Regions from separate parts of the Mus musculus genome. Here region 1 is linked to region 2. A link is a contact called in public HiChIP or PLAC-seq data. All regions are on one chromosome and are shown on one strand. The core of a region is the stretch at or near the end of the contact, and the rest is flanking DNA. Distances in the headings are between cores, read along the strand shown. Region 1 holds the start of Ntrk2 (neurotrophic tyrosine kinase, receptor, type 2). Region 2 has its middle 3.9 kb from the start of Gm34058.

Evidence for each region. HiChIP or PLAC-seq counts read pairs in DNA pulled down with a chosen protein or histone mark.
Region 1: a contact with region 2 is called in an H3K27ac HiChIP or PLAC-seq map of SST interneurons, with 4 times the contacts expected there. The contact joins the promoter of Ntrk2 here to the enhancer-like site in region 2. A contact is called at or near these places in 6 of 39 promoter capture datasets (embryonic stem cells, hippocampal neurons, liver and 1 more), 3 of 484 Hi-C or Micro-C datasets (cerebral cortex, cortical neurons and liver) and 3 of 115 datasets of contacts at active chromatin or transcription factors (SST interneurons, VIP interneurons and embryonic stem cells).

The regions. Positions count from the first base shown.
Region 1 is chr13:58,805,746-58,809,259 of GRCm38.p6, forward strand. Ntrk2 (neurotrophic tyrosine kinase, receptor, type 2) reads left to right here and starts at 1,952. Exons shown (of 18, transcript NM_001025074.2): 1 at 1,952-2,268; 2 at 2,640-3,195. The coding sequence starts at 2,984.
Region 2 is chr13:58,690,548-58,694,094 of GRCm38.p6, forward strand. No RefSeq gene overlaps it. Among named protein-coding and RNA genes, the nearest start is that of Gm34058, 3.9 kb to the left of the region's middle. Within about 2 kb of position 2,089, at least 6 of the 459 cell types and tissues checked have an H3K27ac peak or open chromatin away from gene starts, as enhancers often do. A contact at or near this core is called in SST interneurons and VIP interneurons, where this site is marked.

The DNA of each region.
Region 1 (3,514 bases), core at 702-3,201, 120 kb after region 2:
CAGTGAGTAGACACTTGGTCTGATCTCACCTTGCTCCCAGGACGCGTGATGGAAGGAGAAAATCAGCTTTCCTCTGATACCCTTGATTTGGTAACCCACACACATACACAATAAGGTGTGTGTGTGTGTGTACGCGCGCGCGCACGCACGTGTATGTGTCTGGAAAAGTCTCCCTAAAAGAACATTGGCAGCACAACTGTGTCTCCTGGACAAAGATGTCTTAGCTTTGGGGTTCTGTGCCTTGCCACAGCAGCAAAGGTGGCAGGCAGAACTGAGAAGTTATCTGAAGCTTGGGTGGTCCAAGCCCCCAAGGTGTATCAGGGCTCAGGGAAGGGGGTGAGGTGACCTGCTGGTTTTTGCTCCAGGCCTCGGCCGGCCGGGTGTTTTAAATGTGTAAGGATTATATTTCTATCCCTGGTGCATGACATCTATGTGAAAATCTTGCTAGATTGATTTTATTTCTTAGTGATGTTTAAGGCTGTGCGAAGACCCAAACATTTCCCCTGACATCATCCTTCTCATTTCTGGCCTTTTGCGGGCAGTTGGATGACTATTCTTATGTCTTAAATTGGACTCCAGCGCATTGTCTTGTGGTGCGTGGAGGACTTCAGAGGCAGGAGATTGTAGGGATCTGGTGAGAGGCGCACTGCCTGGGTAGCAATGTGCACACAGCGCGGCGGTTGCGCATCTGGAGCTGCAGTGCGCCGGTAGCGCAGTTCCTAATGCGGTGGTAGCAATGGCCCGAGGTACCGGAGCGTGCTGGGTTTCTTCTCCCCACGCGGGGGCACCAGAGCCCTCGAAAGTGTCAGGCACTGCGGCGCATCTACCAGATTCCCTTTTAAATGACTGCGGATGTGCGGGCGGTCGCAGCTACAAATGGTGAGAGGAGGCTCAGATCAGGCTCGCGAATGGCCCGCAGCGACCATTTAACTGCACCCGCACGTTTGTCACTCGACCCTCCGGAATCATCTCACGTGTCCCCACTGAGACTCTAGGGCGCTGCCGGAGCCCGGCCTCTCGGTAGCTGGAAGCACATCCTGCCTCGGGCAGCGCGGGTGCAGGGTACACGTTGGCGCACATGCACGCGCGCACACGAACACGCGCAAGGTACGGCAGGGCAGGGGACAGGGGCTTGGGTGCTCCGCGTGCGGGTGGGTGTCGCGGGGAGTGAAGCTGTGATCCTCAAATGGCTGCATCCTGCCAGGTTAAGGAATAAGAGAAGATGATGCGGAGCCATCCATTCCACAGGCCAGGGTCGGTGCAAAGCATTTAGGGAACCCACAGCGCGGCCGGCGCGCTCCCTTCCCACGCAGGGCTCTCTCTGTGGCGCAAACGGCAGGAGAAAGATCCATCAGAGCTACACTTGTGTCTGCAGGCTGTCTACACTTCTCTCTTGGCAGAAACCCCATCAGGAGAGCTTTGGAACCATCCACCCCTAAATAGGTAGTCCGGAACCCGGCAATGGTCCTTGGTTACTAACGTACAGCGCTATATATTTATTTTTGTACGGGGTGTAGCTTGTCTTCCCTATATTTTGGAAATAGCTTGCTTTCCCCTATGAGCATGGTGAGAAAGAAGAACGCGGCGGGGAGGGAGAGGGAAAGGAAAAGGAAAAGGGAGGATTCCTACAATACGAATCAGAGCATTTTTTTCAGAGCCTAACCAAACAGGGCTTCCATTTAAAAAAGGGGGAGCTAGTCTGTACTGCGATGTGGAAGAGATGTAAGAATTAGGGACCAAGGAAGCATCGCTGCATTTTAGATGTACCGGGGTCTAAAGGGGGCACACACACGCACACGCGCACACATGCACACCCGCACAGCTACCCCGCCAAGGTGTGTGCGTGCGCGCGAGTGTGAACTCCCACATGCTGCTGTCTGCGCCTGGCCGCTGGCACCAAGCCTCCTCCTCCCCGCTCGCCCCCAGATTCCCTCCCCTCCGCCTTGCTTTTGTCTGGAGGGTGCTATGCTATGCGTGTGTGCGTGTGTGTGCGCGCGCGCGTGTGTGAGCGTGTGTGTTTTTGGATTTCATACTAATTTTCTGGAGTTTCTGCCCCTGCTCTGCGTCAGCCCTCACGTCACTTCGCCAGCAGTAGCAGAGGCGGCGGCGGCGGCGGCCGCCGGTTAGAGCCCAGTCGCTGCTTCAGCTGCTGTTGCTGCTTCTGCAGCGCTCTGCTCCCTGCGCTTGCTACGGGAGGCCGGGGAAGCCGCGCGGACAGTCCTCGGTGGCCTGGGCCGGCACTGTCCTGCTACCGCAGTTGCTCCCCAGGTGGGATGTGCCGCGCCACCTGCCCACCTCCCCTCTCCCCCCGCGCCCAGCGGCCGGGGAGGATTCTGCAGCATCATTGGGGCCCCAGCGCTGCCGCAGCCTCTTTGGAGGGTCCTTGGCTTGGCCTATGCCATGGAATCTGCTCTCAAAGACCCGTTACCGACTTCTCATGCCTCGGCCTCAGGCTTGAAGGGAGGGCGGGCACACGGGGGGGGGGCACTAAGGGGCAAGTTGATGGCGGGGCGGGAGCTGGGCACTCAGACATTCATTCTCCAGGCTTGGGGTTCAGGGTGAGGAGAGCGCGGAGGGACTGTGTCCCAGTTGGTGGTGTGTGGGGTCTATTAGTCTCATCCATGTCTGTTTGTCCTCAGCCCTGAGGTGCGCACCGATATCGATATTCGTGCCGGTTTAGCGGTTCTGCGACCCAAAGAGTCCAGGGAGATCCACCGAGTGGTGCCTGGCGTATAGGACTATGCAGCCGCCTTGTGGCTCGGAGCAGCGGCCCGCGATGTCCCAGCCACTGTGAACCATTTGGTCAGCGCCAACCTGCTCAGCCCCAGCACCGACAGGCTCAGCCTCTGGTACGCTCCACTCCGCGGGAGGCCACCAGCACCAAGCAGCAAGAGGGCGCAGGGAAGGCCTCCCCCCTCCGGCGGGGGACGCCTGGCTCAGCGTAGGGACACGCACTCCGACTGACTGGCACTGGCAGCTCGGGATGTCGCCCTGGCTGAAGTGGCATGGACCCGCCATGGCGCGGCTCTGGGGCTTATGCCTGCTGGTCTTGGGCTTCTGGAGGGCCTCTCTCGCCTGCCCGACGTCCTGCAAATGCAGTTCCGCTAGGATTTGGTGTACTGAGCCTTCTCCAGGCATCGTGGCATTCCCGAGGTTGGAACCTAACAGCGTTGACCCGGAGAACATCACGGAAATGTGAGTTCCTTTTACTTTTTCTCCTGTCCCCACCTCAGGAATCAGGCAGGTGTATGTTTGGGACAGATGCTGTCCCACACATGGCAAGAAGTCAGAGACCAGAGAGATGGGGTACCTGTCACTTCTCTGTCTGTTTCACTGGCTTACGGATGTCAGTTGGTGAAGAGTGGGACTCTAAAATTCCATATAGACAGAAATATAATCATAAATTCGTATATATTATGTTCCTGGGAAGGAATTCTGCGTGCATTTTCATTTCAAAGTTCTGATGGGTGTGTTTTAGGCTTTCAGTATACGATAATTATATTGGAACATTTTT
Region 2 (3,547 bases), core at 839-3,338:
AGTAATTGGAACAAAATACTGGAGCACACTGGTCTAAGGCAGTGGTCCACAGTTAGAGAAGTTAGCTTAGAGCTAACTCTCCTTAGAGTTAGCTTAGTTATCTAGTTACATTTCCTTGCTCAACATCTTTTTTTTGTTTGTTTGTTTTCGAGACAGGGTTTCTCTGTGTAGCCCTGGCTGTCCTGGAGCTCACTTTGTAGACCAGGCTGGCCTTGAACTCAGAAATCCGTCTGCCTCTGCCTCTCGACTGCTGGGATTAAAGGCGTGCGCCACCACTTGGGCTTTTACTTCAAGGCCAACAGAGTAAGATTCTTTAGGTCTGGACTTAGCTACTTTTATTTTTATGAAATGCAGACACAGGTTTGGACATAATGTGGCAGTTTCCCCCTGCTCTGGTTGCAGGCCTGCCTCTGATATTTATGCAATACTGTTGCAGGACATGACGATCGTAGCTTGCCACTCTTCAGACAGACACTCTCCACTGGCTGATGATGGATTAGTGAGATGAGCTGTCTTTTCTTGAGACTTCTGCACCTGCTCTGTTACTCCACAGATATTTATTTTTAATTGTGGTTTTATAATTTTGCCAATTTATGGCCACCAGAATGAAGCATTTGAAGCTATTAAGTAGCTAATAGCTCTGACAGTTTCGTAGCTTTGTCATGGGGGTGATGAATGTAGAGGACACCTGACTCCTCAACCAGTGTCAACTTCTCACATTTAAAATGGTGGATTAGACAATTTAGTGTCTTTGACAGTGTAATAGATTCTGTTTAATAGGTAACGTCTAAACTTGGACCTAATTCACCTCATTTAGTTAATGTAATTTTCCCCAGAAGGGGTGTTAGGAGTAAATCTCTCTGACATGTGCGGATCTGTGTGAGCCGATAACCCTCTGGAAACTGCAGAAGAATCGCTCACATTCCCTCCGTGCACAGACAGAGTAGTAAACACGATGTGAAGTCAGGGTATTTCAACTGTTTAGCTTTCTTTGCCTTAAAACAGTGCTCTCAGCACACACAGAGAGACACAAACTGGACCCACAGTGTAATAGGAAGCATTATTATCCTGCAATGGCTGGATGTTTACGTGGCTTTATAAATATGCTTTGATTTCTCCCTTCCACTATTGTGACATGGGTCAGATTTTTTTCCTTGCCCTTTCTTTTCAAACTACATCTAGGAAAGACAGAAAAGTTGGACAAAGAAGAGGGTGGCTGGCTTCTCATGAGCTCAGCATACTCCTCTGTGGGACTGCAGCAGCAGCCAAGTACAGCCACCCTGGCATTTGATACCAGCTCTACACGTCCCAGTTATTTGCTCCGCTCATTTACTTTCCCAATGTACATTTACCCGAGTCCCACGTTTCAGGAATTGCGAGGTAGATTCATAATGTTTATTGAACCCATGGGTTCCACAATGGCTTGCAATGGTTATAAATCCAGTGGACACAACCTTTATTCCTCACATGGGAGTGAAGTATTCCGTTGTATTCCTGGGGAGATGTGAACAACACTAGCCACAGAAAACGCACTGGTGGCAGATCAAAGAAATCATTCCACCCTAGCTGAGATGATTGAGCTAATGAGTTTATAATTGGCTGATTTAAGGCTTATGAGTGAGGGGTTACTAACAAGTATGGGTGACTTGGGAGGAGGTGGACCCACCAAAAAGCATCATTTCACCTTGGGCGACAGCCTCATGAAAAGTATATGGTTGAAGTCTGTCCTCAATGAGTTTTCTGAGTCACACACTCTACTCGCCCTGCAAGACTGTGTGTAGCTGAGAAGCAAGTGGAAGGTTGGGATGTCTGGTTAGGCTCCCATGGCTCTCCCCTCTCTTTCTCTGACGGAAAGTAGGAATAGTCCTGTTACCATGACCATAAACCATGAACATTCCCTGAATTGTTCTGCTTATTTCATTGCCATGACTACGGAGTCAAGGTTATTCTGCAGGTCACAATTGCAGCCTCTGTTTCATGATGGCAATGGCCATGTCAGGCCCAGAGGAAATCACTCACTGCAAGCAGAAATGGGGAATGAATGAGCCAGCAGGTGCTCAATAATGACAGCTATTTCTGAATTCTTTAGCAGGAACCACTTAGCGCCATATGGATAAATGGTTCTCCCAATATAGCAGTTGATGGTCCTTTCTACTCCTGGGTTGCAAGAGAGAGAATGATGGTAGTTTAGGGAATATAAAGTTGAAGTTATCTTCTGGGCCTTCAAAACTAAAGCTGCTTTATCTGTCACATTCTGTAAGCTTCCCAGGGCGCCGTGAATGCTGCACATAAAGAGGCATTTAAATCTCTGCTGATGAACCAGTTTATTCTTTCAGCATTAGGGACCCAAAAATGAAGCACAATGTGTCTAGACAAATTCCCGCTAAATGAACTAAATGTGATACAGGGTCCTGGCTCACATTTGTACTGAGAGAGACAAAGTTAACAGAGGATGAGAATGCAAAAGACATTGAGTGAGTGACAGGAGGCAAGACTGGATCGGCAGGGTGGAGCCTTGGTCTGCAGTGACATGGGAAGGATCACTGAAGAGCATTCAGTGTGTGAACATCCTAACTAGAAATCTCTCTATGGTCCACAGCTTCTCAGCACATAGTAAGGCTTCTACCAATGATGGCCACATATACTCCATTGGTCCTATAAGATTCTAATGCTGACCATTAAGATGGCTCGCAGGTAAAGGCACTTGAATGCAAGTCTGATGACTGGAATTCAATCCCTGAGGCCTACATGGTGGAAGGAGAGATGAGACTGCTGCAGGTCATCCTCTGACTTCCATGAGGACCCTAGCGGGCAACCTCAACAAACCTCCCAACAAATAAATGTAATTTAAAGACAGATTTTAATGGAGCTGAGAAATTTTCAGCTGGTTACATCACAGCTTCTTAGTACACCACTGCCTTTGCCTGTCGTGATGCTTATGGGAGCCAACCTATTGTGCTTCCTGTTGTATGGATGTGTAGATCTTAGAGCTGTGTGCAGTACCCAAATACTCACCAATGCAGTACACAACTATACCACACTTCATTGCTGGTGAGAGTGCCCTCCTCCTTACACCAAAAGGGCGCTGTGCTGCCTAGCAGTAGCTGGAAACATCTTGCATGCATGTATGACTGCATCAGGAGTCTGCACGGAGAGACTGACCCACCTCAGCTAGTGAATGCATACCCATTAGATGATGCTGTGTAATACTGCACTTCTCAGGACACATCCCATCCCATTGTACTGGAGCTTAGCAGAGGGCTTCAGTGGGCTGGGTAAGGTTAATCAACAGTGGGGTTGAGAAATCAAGGAGAAAATCTCAACGAATAGGGAAACAATGGGTTCACAGAAAAGCAGAGGTGGGCAATGTTGGAGATCTAAGGAAGGGAAAAATTAGGAGTTGGCAAGTGATTGTTTATGGGGCTCAGGGTGAGGTTAACTCCTGGCTTTCATGTCTCTCTCGTTAGCTGTCACGTAGATAACACACCTGTTCTACCAACTGGGAGATTCAACAAGGTATGGGAGATTCTGAGAGAAAGATGATGAA